2 separate regions of the Cyprinus carpio genome follow, and region 2 is linked to region 1. The links are chromatin contacts, called in public Hi-C maps. All regions are on one chromosome and are shown on one strand. The core of a region is the stretch at or near the end of the contact, and the rest is flanking DNA. Distances in the headings are between cores, read along the strand shown.

What was found. A called contact is a pair of places that touch in the nucleus more often than the background predicts.
Region 2: a contact with region 1 is called in a Hi-C map of skeletal muscle, with 7 times the contacts expected there. The contact joins the promoter of LOC109059915 here to the enhancer-like site in region 1. A contact is called at or near these places in 3 of 8 Hi-C or Micro-C datasets (liver and skeletal muscle).

Annotation. Positions count from the first base shown.
Region 1 is chrB22:23,626,756-23,632,982 of ASM1834038v1, forward strand. It overlaps LOC109059822 (yjeF N-terminal domain-containing 3), which reads left to right. Exons shown (of 6, transcript XM_042748724.1): 2 at 5,195-5,303. Among protein-coding and RNA genes, the nearest start is that of LOC109051436, 14 kb to the right of the region's middle. Within about 2 kb of position 3,721, at least 1 of the 8 cell types and tissues checked has an H3K27ac peak or open chromatin away from gene starts, as enhancers often do. A contact at or near this core is called in skeletal muscle, where this site is marked.
Region 2 is chrB22:23,716,613-23,722,839 of ASM1834038v1, forward strand. LOC109059915 (cold-inducible RNA-binding protein B-like) reads right to left here and starts at 2,523. Exons shown (of 8, transcript XM_042749757.1): 1 at 2,366-2,523; 2 at 1,636-1,748; 3 at 1,447-1,553; 4 at 1,153-1,264; 5 at 771-972; 6 at 611-676. The coding sequence starts at 1,735. The coding sequence ends at 670.

The DNA of each region.
Region 1 (6,227 bases), core at 2,471-4,970:
TGAGTTTTGATAATACTGCTAGGTTCCACTTTTCTCTGGTCATTGGGCTAGTTTTGTTACTCAGATCTGGCAATTCTGCACTGAGCCGTTATCTTACTGTGCAGCGAACACAGGCTATAGAGGTTCCCTCAGGGCAATGAGTTGGTAAAATGATTTATCCTTTCTATTATACAGCCTGTTGTATTTTTTGCACTATTTGTACTTAGCGGTTAAGGCCTTGAAATGTGTTTGGAAAGGTCTGGGTGGGTATAAGGGCAGAGATGAATAGAGGAAGTGGCTCTGAAATACGGTGTTTATGGTGAGTGGATAAATGCAAGGCAACATGGAAAAATGTGAAGAGCAGACGGCATGTTCCAGCATTTGTTTATCACTTTAATACATAGTTCTTTGAACATGGATAGGCTCAGGAAAGACATAGCTCTTTGGATGTTAACAGAAGACACGTTAAATATGTTCTCTGTCATCGTAAAATAGCACTTCCCTGCTCGATTAATGTCAAACACAGGCTAATCTTAGAATAAGAGTGTCACGTCTGATGCATATTTCATCTCCTCTCTAAACATATGTCAGGCAAGCCAGGCTCCTCGCTGCCAAGAACGGTGAAGTTGTTCCAGAACGCTGGTGTCAGCTTCATCCCACTGTTCTTCGGCTCTGATATTACCTTTGGAAAGCGACGTGTCCGCTGACTCAGACACAATTACACTAGGTGTCATCACCGCTCACCATATCTGCTCTTTTCAGCTCACCTTTTCCTTTTCTGTACATCTACCTCACTGTCCTCTCCACATTTGTGATACTTTTTGATTCACATTGTACTTTTGATTCATCGCCCTCACATGGCAGAATTTTTAAACATCTCCAAGGACCATTTTGTTTTGTTTTTCTCATTACTTCCAAACCATTTATGATATTCCAGATTTGATTGGGGTGATCCAGCATTAGAATGGGTCAAATGGGGCCACCCTGTCCCTTATGTGGACATAGGCCTAGAGTGAGCTGTCCGCTTGTCCCTGCTGACCATTCCTCCAATGCCTCAGACTGGCTTTTATGTCATTAACCAGCAGGAAGTCGAGACACTCATTAGGGAGCAATCAGCAAGGGCTTGAGCGTTTAGAACGTTTAGAACTTTTAGAAGTTTTTAATTGCTTTAAGAGTAACACGAGAGTTCAGCTCCTGGATCTTCAACATCATTAGATGTTGTTTTTCCCTTCTTTTTCCATGAATCATTCAAGGCAGATGAAACTTTGAGTAACCTCTGTACTTGCAGACTGGAAATACAGTCTTGAGATTGCTAAAAGAGTCTTTCTAGAATTGTGATGCCAGATAAAATAAATGTTAACTGAAATACAGCTAGATTTTACATTTTACACACACACACACACACACACACACACACACACACACACACACACACACACACACACACACATATATATAATTTACGTAATTTGTTCATTGGTCATTTATTATCATTTATTATTAAATTTTTTTTTACACATAGCATTGTAGTAATTTTATAAAAGATAAAATGAATTTTTATATGCATAAAATCATTGTATGTGTGTATATAACTCAACATGTATTTTAACAATAAAATAATTAACATGGCAGGTTTCATGTATGATTTATAAAATATGGAAATGCCACCAAATTTGTATAGTGACACTTACATAATTTTTCTATTTCTTTTTTTAAATTTCAAATGTTACATTAAATTGCAAGCAAATGCTCATAGCAGCGTTCACACCAGGACGCACATTCATCATCTGTCATTAAAAAGATCATTCTACACCGAATAAAAAAAAATATGTAACCAATAAATAAAAAGATATCAACCCCCCCTAAAAAACCACCCACCACACCTTCTAAAACACCCCTTTCTATCACATTATTGGGAGCCTGGAGGGGGCCGTACGCTAAGTTTGGCAGTTATGCAAATAGCAGTGTACTCTCCTGTTTTCCATAGTCATTACTTTTCTATTATATCGTTTTCACCCACTGATTTCCTTTGTTAAATCGGTCTTCACTGAGAACATTGGGTTGTAAACCGGATTCTTGTCAAAAGCGGCTGGTCCCCTAAAAGTAACAAGCCCACTGATTTAAACGAGAGAGGTGGTTATTTAGTTGTCGTGGTGTGCTGAAGTAATTACAGTGGTTGAAAATGAAGAAAAAGAGGGAAAATGTAACCAAAAGGATATTGAGAAGTATCCCCAGTTTTGTGCTATGCTTAACACAAACATCCATGCGTCCTCTTGCAAACAGGCACAATCATTTCAACACTCGTGTGTGTTTAGCAAGCTAGCGGACTGGAGGTAAACAACCTCATTAGCAGAGTTGTTATTACAGCTGATCAGCACTGTTCGCGACTCACAGATAGCGCGGCTCCTCGCGGGGAAATTAGGAAGACTCTGGGCGGGTGCCTGGGCTGATACTGTTGTTCATTTGACTGTGTATTCATGTGTGTATTTGCTGTGAGGGCGATCAACAACAATTAGCCCTAGCCCTATGGAATAGCAATGCTGGGGGAGATGCTAACGCAAACCTGTTATCATTTTCAGAGCCTCTGGTACTTTGGTTCTTTATTTGCATTGAAGAACCTTTAACATCCATGGAACCTTTCCATTGTACATAAGGTTCTTTATACAAAAAAATGGTTCTTTTAAGAACTGTTCACTTAAAGTTTCTTTGGGTAAACAAAAATGGCTCTTCTATGGCATTGTTGTGTAAACCCCCATTTGTACACTCTTAAAAATAAAGGTTATTTTCATCTGTGGTTCGATGAAGAACCTTTAAAATCGGTGAAACCTTTCGATTCTACAAAAACTGTTCACCCAAAATGATTCTTCTAGGCTTCCTTTTGGAACCTTTATTTTTAAGAGTAGGCTGACCTTTCCATTGCACAAAAGGTTCTTTATAGTGGGAAAATATTCATTAGATTAGATTATTAAAAATGCTCTTCAAATTTTAAGAGCTGTTCATTCAAAAACCTCTTCAGGGAACCGAAAATGGTTCTTATATGGAATCACTGTTAAAACCCTCTTTTCGAAAATGAATTTTTAAGGGTGTAGATAGAACCTTTCCATTACATAAAAGATCCTTTAGTCATTATAGGAGAAAATATAAACTGTTTACTGAAAGATTCTTTGAGGAACCGAAATAACCGTTAATTGCTATTAGATGAGCTGATATATGTTAAGTGACCTAATAATGTAAAGCGACTTGGACTGGTGGGCAACACTCTGAGCCACACTGTCCCCTGCTGGTGAGATTTGCTCTTTGCAGTTGATCCACTACAAAGAAGCCTCAGGGACACACTGAAATCGTCTTAATGCTCAAGAGATATTAAGTGAAGTATTTCTTTGCAGCCCAAAAACTGTTTCTACAGTACATACTGGAAACATTACAAGGTTAAAGCTTGAGATTTCTGGGGTTTATCTAGTCCCTGGAACCTTTCAGAGAACTTTGGAAATGTATGGTTGTCAGGACTTCCCTGAATAGGTCGATGGGAACGGAAATATCAAAAGCGCTAGACTCGGCTGAACTTTACAAATATCACTGTGTCACAGTACGCCAGGAAATCTCCCCCTGCAAACTCGGCTTGACGGCTGTGGAGCTCTATTGGAGACGGTAAATGCCAGAAAGCTGGAGTACCCCATGTCGAGGGTTACGGCAATGATCAGAGCTGAGTAAACGCTTGGTGACCTGTTGACCAATGCCAAAAATATGACTTTTCTGTTTCTCTTGTTTTTCATTTTCCCAAAATATCAAAGAACATGCAGTCCTTGCAGACAACAAGCTCATTATTTTTGTTAGTAAACTCATTATTAGTCTTTCTGAAGCGATAGTGAGAACTGGATAGTGACAGAAAATTGCATTGAAATGGTAAAAAGCCGCATTCAAGCAGGGAGCTTCACGCATACAGCTGAGAGAACTCAATAATGTATAATCATTTTCATAAATGGTTCTTTGTTCTGTTATTCTGGTGCCTAAAGCAGTAAGAGACAACAAACACAATACAAGCGAACCTGTTGTCTTGGAAACATACTGGAAAAATGCCTCAGGTTGAAATACAACAATAAATCAAAAAGACAGAAAGGTGTCTAAAACACATTATTGTACTATTGTATACTATTTTTATACAATATTATAGCACTATTAGAGTATTTATTAATATTGTGAATTAGCTTTAATTTGCGTCTTCACAGTCTTCATTTTAATTTTTGTTTTATTAATATTATTATGTTCTTTTGCATGTTTTAAATATAGCTTTATTTTACTTTTAGTCATTTAAGTACTTCAACTTATTTAGTTAGTTATTAGTTATTTTAGCATTTCCATTCATAGATTTTTAATCATTTTATTTAATAGACTTATTTATATTTTATTTAATCTTCAGTCAGTATTCACAAGGTTTTATTAATTAATTAATTTTTTGTCTTGGCTGGTTTTGTTCCCCAACACTTTATTACCTTTGTTATGTTAAAAAATATAAGTAACTTATAAGCTTTCTTATGTTGAAAATATAATAATAAGCAGCTGAGGATTTATCTTGAGAATAAAATAATAATAAATAATAAAATAATAATTATAAAAAAAGATTTGACTTGTTTATTAACAATCAACAGTTATTACAGCATTTATTAGCATAAAATATATCTAGATTGATTGTTATTTATATATACTGTGTTGTTTATTAATTTGTTCATTATTGATGCATTAATATTAGGGTTAGAGTTGTAATTTAGTATCAGCATCCTGACAGCAGTTCTGTGTTCCTCCAGCAGGGGGCTCTGATGTTACGATCATACAGTACAGTAGGTTATTGAAAGGCTCCCCGTGTTTGAGTCGTGAAGTAAAGGCCTGTATTGTACAATTACGTTGTAGCCCACATTAAACTCCCAGTAACATAAGCTCTGAGTGTGGCTAAACAGGCATTAGGCAGCGAGACACCATGCCTGGAATGGATGGCATGTTTTATACAATGTGCTCAGAATACACACGTAAATGTCAGCTGCTGTAATGCAGTCCTTGGTTTCCATGTAATCAAACCCACCCAGTTTCCATTTTGGCACTTGTTAGCATTCATGCCGAAACATAAAGCATGATTTATTTATCGTCCCAACTGGTAAGCTAATATCATGCATGTCATGAGCTCAATGTCAGTGCGTTTTGTCTCTCTGTCTGTCTTTTATAGTAAAACGGAGGTGGCGACCATTGAGACGGAGCTCCTGAGGGACTATCGCTTTGGACAACAGCAGCTGATTGAAATATGGGGGCATGCTTGTGCTATTGCCATCACAAAGGTTTGTGAAGTGAACACTAATTACACAGTTGTGAAGTGGTAGTTAACATATCTAAATCCTGAATCTAATCCTGCATTTACTGTACACAAGCATCGCTGTGATTTACACAACTCTCTGTATTTACCGCTCCCAGCGTCTGTTGGCATTTGCCGAACTTCAACCAATCCTCTTAAGAGACGAGGTCCTGCTGCATTTGATGATGAAAACAGCGGGAAATCTTGATCTCGCTGTTTCTGTAGAGGGTTTGACCGCATCTGCTGCTTTAGGGGTTTTCTCATGAAAAGGGGTTAAAGAATGATCCAGAATAGCAATCTGGGACTTTCGCTTCAAAACAGACAACAACGGAAAAATTATTTTGTACCTGTCTGTTAGACATAAAGTTGTAAATGTCAGAAATGAAGTCACAATTACAAAACAATTTCACAATTATGAAGAACAACATGATATTGTGAGATTAAAAGCTGCAGTCGTAGCTTGTAATATAATGACAATTTTGGAGATATAAATGTGCAATTATGAGCAGTAGTCACACTTACAAGAAATATTGCAATTATAAATGACAAAACATTGTAATTATGAGAAATAGTTGCAGTTTTGAGTAAAAAGTGGCAATTGTGAAATATTAATTCACATTGTGAGACCAAATAAAGACAAAATCTCTGAGACATAAATTTGCAATTACGAAAAATAGTCACAATTATGAGTTACAAAAAGTCATTATTATAATAAATAGTTGCAAATCTATGCAAAAGCCTCTATTGTGAAATATTAATTCACATCGTGAATTACTGTATAAAGCCACAATCTCTGAGATATAAATTTGCAATTACCAGAAATAGTCACAATTATAAGATGTCACAATGAGTTACAAAAAGTCGTTATTAGGAATTATAACAGATGCAAATCTATAAAAAAGCATAAACC
Region 2 (6,227 bases), core at 1,273-3,772, 89 kb after region 1:
GGGTAAAATGTCAGATACAGGTAGCCTCACAGGGCTTTGAAACTCTTACAATAAGTGAATGCTCATGGATATTAGGCAGCTCCTCAATGAGAGGAACATCCTGCGGATACTTGACACGGTAAAAAAGGAGTCTGTCTTTAATAGAACATTTGAACCAGAACAAAGCGTAAAGAAAAAGGTAAAAACAAAAAGGTCTTCCAAGAGCGCATCTTTTTATATACAGCCAGCGAAGGGATGATCTTGCAATCAGGATTTTTTTTTACTCGTGTGAAGCTGAGGACAAGAAGTAGGCAAAAGTGTAAAGGCACTGGAGCATTGTGAACATCCTTTCCAAACAGTGAACTGACACCAAGACATGATTCTTTTCCAACAAGGTCTTATGGACTATTCTGAGGTAGTGCACAAAACCGACTTTAGTCAATACTACTGTCAAATGAGTTTTTGGATTGTGGTCATCCAATTCCAAGATAAAGGCAACCACGTTGACTTCGAAAATGGCAGTTTTGTCTTTCTGCTTAGGTCTAGACATTATTTTAACACCACAAGTGGGCTGAGATCTATTGGTGCAGTTATCTAGTAAAATCAGTAATTCTGAACAATCAATACGTACCGTAGCTGTCGTAACTGTCTCTGTAGGATCCACCAGAACGGTCATATCCACTCTGGCTTCTAAAACCAAAAGTAATATTTGCCATATTTAAAGTGTTCGTGGTTACAACAATCATAAAATTGCTCCTTGTGTAAAATGATACCATGTTTAAATCCCTTACCTGTTATCCCTGTATCCACCGCCGCTGCCACCAGAGTACCCACTACTCCTGTTGGAGTATCCGCCGCCACCGTAGGATCGGTCGCCTCCACCATAGCTCCTCTCTCCTCCCCCATAGCCTCTATCTCCACCACCATAGCCCCTATCGCCACCGAAGCTTCTGTCACCGCCATAGCTTCGGTCTCCACCATATCCTCCACCACCTGTGTAACAACAACAACAAAAGTAGTTAGATGGAATAAAACGCATACAAGATACATGCATCCATTCAGGTGGTCCACCAGCTTTGCCATGATAATTACAAGCTGCCAAGGATACTTCAAATGCAAATACAGCCATCTGTTAGTACAATTGCATTCAAGATTAAGAATACCAACCTCTACCTCTGCCTCCTCTGAAGAACCCCCTGCCACCCGACGAACCTCCTCTGAAACCACCAGACCGTCTACCAGATTTGCCAGCTTCATCAACGCGAATCATGCGGCCATCAACGGACTGCAAAAAATATGCATTTTGTGATTAGAAACTCACTTTAGGTTTGACTGATGAACTTCCGGCTGTAAAACGTAGCAATCCATACATCTAGGCATCAAAATGGTTGGTTTTTCCAAGACTAGAAATAAACTTTAATACATTTGGTTACAAATTTCTCTGTCGTTAAAGGGTGCTGATCTTACCTTTCCATTCATCGCAGCCATGGCGTCCTTTGCATCCTCTGGATTTTCAAACGTCACAAAGCCAAAGCCTCTGGAGCGGTCGGTCTCACGGTCCCGGATGACATCAACTGAAGCAAAAACAACACCACATAATCAATGACAACGCTGGGAAAACTGACAAACCTCACTTAGAGACGGCTTAAAACAAACCTTTGGCAATTGATCCATATTTGGAGAAAGCCTCCTCCAAGGACTGCTCCGTGGTCTCATAGCTCAAACCACCAATGAAGAGCTTTCCCTCGTCAGACATGTTGAATCAGCTGCTGGAAAAGATTTATAACAAAATAAGTTAGATAAAAATAAACTTTTTTTTTTTTGCACGTTAAAACACAAAATAAGGTCTGGAGAGACAAAGATTAACCGCCCGGCTTAACACGCATTGTATTTTAAAGTGCGCCACAAGGAAACGCCATTTTCTACCCCTCTTCTTCACAGCGTGCTGCAGCCATTTTGCCACAAAGACACGTTTTACCAGATGACACCCCTTTGAATTCTCGTTTTCAGATCTTCATCGAGCTTACTTTTTAAATATCGCATGCATAAATAACCACACGTTATAACATTCACAAGTTTTGTGAAAAGCGGGTCAGTGGAACTAACAGTTAGGTCACCTTGGGCTTTGAGAGGAACAAAGAAACCTATAAAATCCGACAGAATTAGCTCTATTTATAAACTCCATTCTTAGAATTGAGCGGTTACGATGCAAAACGCCTACAAAATGTTTTTATTTTAACATTTCTCAATAAACTAGCACATCAAAAAAGCGTATAAATACAACTAATGAACCGCGATTACAAACTATACATCAATGTCACGCAATTTAAGAATTTAAAGTTTTGTTTTAGCCCGAACGCACTGGAAGGAGTGCAGTATTTCTCACCTCAGTTCTTCTCGCGCACACACACAGAGAGGTTTCAGGACGCGACGCCGGCTGCGGTAGAATAGGAGCCTGCTCAGATAATGGCGCCGGTTTAAAGGCCTCACGTGACTGCGGATCTCTGGGGGCGTGTTCTCGTCGCGTCGCGTCACAGGCTTTGTTGTTCGTCTCGTCTCTTTTGGTATTGAGAGTATACTAAGAGTCTCCGGAAATACATATCGAGTGTTTTTCGTGGGTATAATTCCTGATGTCTGTTTGAAATATGAAAATGTCATTCTGGGGTATATAGGCTATACACATGAGAGTGAACAGTCAGATGTTTTTTATTTATTCAATCTTATTTTGTTCCTGGTTTAATATTTTATAGGCTACGTAAAGATAAATTTAGCAAGCGTGAGCCTTTCTGTGGAAATCTTCTTGAAGATTTAAAACTCTATATGTGTTTGATTTCTGACACTACTAATAAGAAAGTAAAAACTGTGAATCTGTTCAAAAGGTAAAGGCAACATTATTGTCTTGCATGTAATAGGCTGTCATTCTGTTGCATCTGTTTGTATTAATAAAAAAGAAAAGAATAGGAAGCAAATTGCTGTCTTTGTTGTACTTCAATGCAGTACTGTTTGCTTTTTTTTGCAATAAAAAAGCCTAACTTTGTCACTGTGAATGTTAATTATGCTCTTACACAAAGATACTATTTTAATTTAGGCCTATATAAAGATATGATATAATCTTACGTAAAGGTCTTAGATTTATTGTTACAATATCATAAGGAATATGTGCATAAAAATTTAGTTTTTGTATTTGTTGAAATATTTGAATATGGTACTACACTGATAGGTTTTCAAAAACTCCCCTTAAACATTTTTATTTTATTTTTATTGATTGTACTTTATACTATAACTAGGCTATTTGTCTGCGACTTAAAAATACAATAAAAAAGTAGTGCTAGTTAAACTTAATGCAAACAAATGACTGAATCAGTCAATACCAAATGCAAAAATCATTAACTGATATGGCATAATCGGTGGTTTTAATCATGAGTTTATTATTTTTTTAATGTGGTGACATGAGAGGTTGATTATATCAACATAAGCTCAGAAGACAAGGTCACTAAATGCATCTGCAGTGAAATCATTGTTTCACAATCGCAAGTATTTGCAAGAAACACTACAAATATAACTACATTTGATTATCTTTTTAGGCTACTTTTTCATCCTGAATCCACTTTAAACATTTACATTAAATTTCATATTTCCTTTTGAGCACAAGATCTGATTATATTTGTATAGCCTTATAAGGAACTGATTATTACCTGTTTTAAATCTCTGTTTACTAAAACTTTTCGGTTTTTAGATAATGTGTAAACCAGGGTCATGTGCAGATTTGCTAAAAGTAGTGTCTAAAAGTAAAAGTAAAAGGAGTAGCCTAAAAAAAACAAAAACGGGTTATTTATTTAAAAAAAAAAAACAAAGGTAAAAAACAAAGATTTGCATGTCTGTGCAAAAACTAGATATTAAGAACTTAAAACATTTTAAACCAATTCTGCTCTCTGCTTTAATAATTAAAATACAATCTCATAAATGTGATTCATTCTAGAACTGAATATAGTGCTAATTTCATTAGCATTAAATGCAGATTTTACCGCCAAAATCAGCAAAGATTCTACAAATAAGATACTGGCATTGGTATCAGTCATTAATGGTTCATCAAAGAATTTCACTGCGCTTTGAGTACATCACAATCATCACCCATCTATCATGCTCCTCTTTAGCATTCCTAACAATGTAGCAGACTAGGACCCCTGCAGGGCAGCGATGACCCCACCCAGGAACAGTTGGATGCAGATTACCAAAATGATTGTGGAGAGATGGTTCTCTCTGCAGAACAATCGGGTTGTAGGCTACTTCTAGATGTGCTAATGTAGGACAATCAACCACATCAGGATTGCGCTGGCTCTACCGACAATTTAATTAAACATCGCAAGCAGACAATAGAGGCCTGCATTAATGATATAAGTTAAATTACACACTCCTCCTGTGTTAGTTAGGTCAGGATTCGCACGGTCATGGAAAATGTGCAAATCTGTGGTAACGTAGGCTACAAATGCACCTTATCCGCTCATGCAGAAAGCTAAAAATAGCCTCTCATCTCTCAGAATTGTGCAGTGACCTGGATTAAGATGCTTCTTCATCGACGAGGAAAGAGAAAGCAAGCTAGAGCAGGGGTGAAGCAGCAGGGTTATAAATATCGTAGCCTCGGGACCTTGAGAACTGTCCTCCGCTTCAAACACCCACACATGCGCTTCCTGCACCTCACCACAACTTTCCATTTCTCGAACAAACCCTCACCCTGCACTCAGCACGGCCAGTACACGATACAACATTACATATCTAAACAATACTAAAACTATACTAACTTCAGTTACTAGATTTGCAAAACCTCAGGCTTTATATTACAATGCCGATAAAGGGGCTGCAATTGTAGATATCAGAAATCTATTGTTTTAATTGCAATTAGCTATTTGACCAGTGGAGGGCAGTGCTTGCATACACCTCGGAATATGTCTGATGTCTTGTGCCTCTTATCAAGGAAGCTCCATCAAGACTTTTATTCGTCACATGCACGATTATATAGAGAATATATAACCAGCAGTGACATGTGAGTGCATCAGCATGTTGACTGGCTATACATGGAGCAGAATATGCATTTAGATTTACTTTCATTTTTAATTTTTACACACACACACACACACACACACACACACACACACACACACACACACACACACACACACACACACACACACACACACACACACACACACACACACACAAATATTGTACACAAATTATTTGTAGCATTTATATATTGTTTTACGTATTATTGTAAAATTAGTCAAATATTGACTGTATATATTACTATTTACTAATAATATGTATATATATTAAAAAATTGTATTTATATATTTAGTAATATTTATATATTAAAATATTATTAAAATTATATATAGTATTAATTTTTTATTTTCAATAAATATCTAAGTAAATAAATATACATGTTTAAATCAAATATATAATATAAAATATATAATATATTTATATATCGACTGTATATCTTATTAATAGTATTTATTCAATTAATATAATACAGTCTTATATACCTTATACACATGTACGTTTATAGATAATATTATATCAATTAATATTAATAAGTCAGTAAAGAAATACTATTAATAATATATACAGTCTATATATAAACATATTATATATTTTTATATCATATATTTTCTATTATATATTATGTTTATTTAGAATTTATATATATAAAAATATAAAAAATATATGTAAAAAACATTAAAAATCCCAAACTTTTAAGCGGTAGAGTGTGTGTGTGTGTGTGGTGTGTGTGTGTGTGTGTGTGTGCACCACGTGTGTGTATAAGATATATATATATATATATATATATATATATATATATCTACACACACACACACACACACACACACACACACACACACACACACACACACACACACACACACACACACACACACACACACACACACACACACACACACACACACACACACTCTACCGCTTAAAAGTTTGGGATTTTTAATGTTTTTTACAGGAGTTATATGCTCATCAAGGGTGCATTTATTTGATCAAAAAATGCAGGAAAAAAATTTAATATTGTGAAATATAATTATGACGTAAAATAAAATGTTTCTGTTTTAATATACATTAAAATCTAATTTATTCCTGTGATGCAAAGCTGAATATTCAGCATCATTACTCCGGTCTTCAGTGTCACATGATCCTTCAGAAATCACTCTAATATACTGATTTATTATCAATGCTGGAAA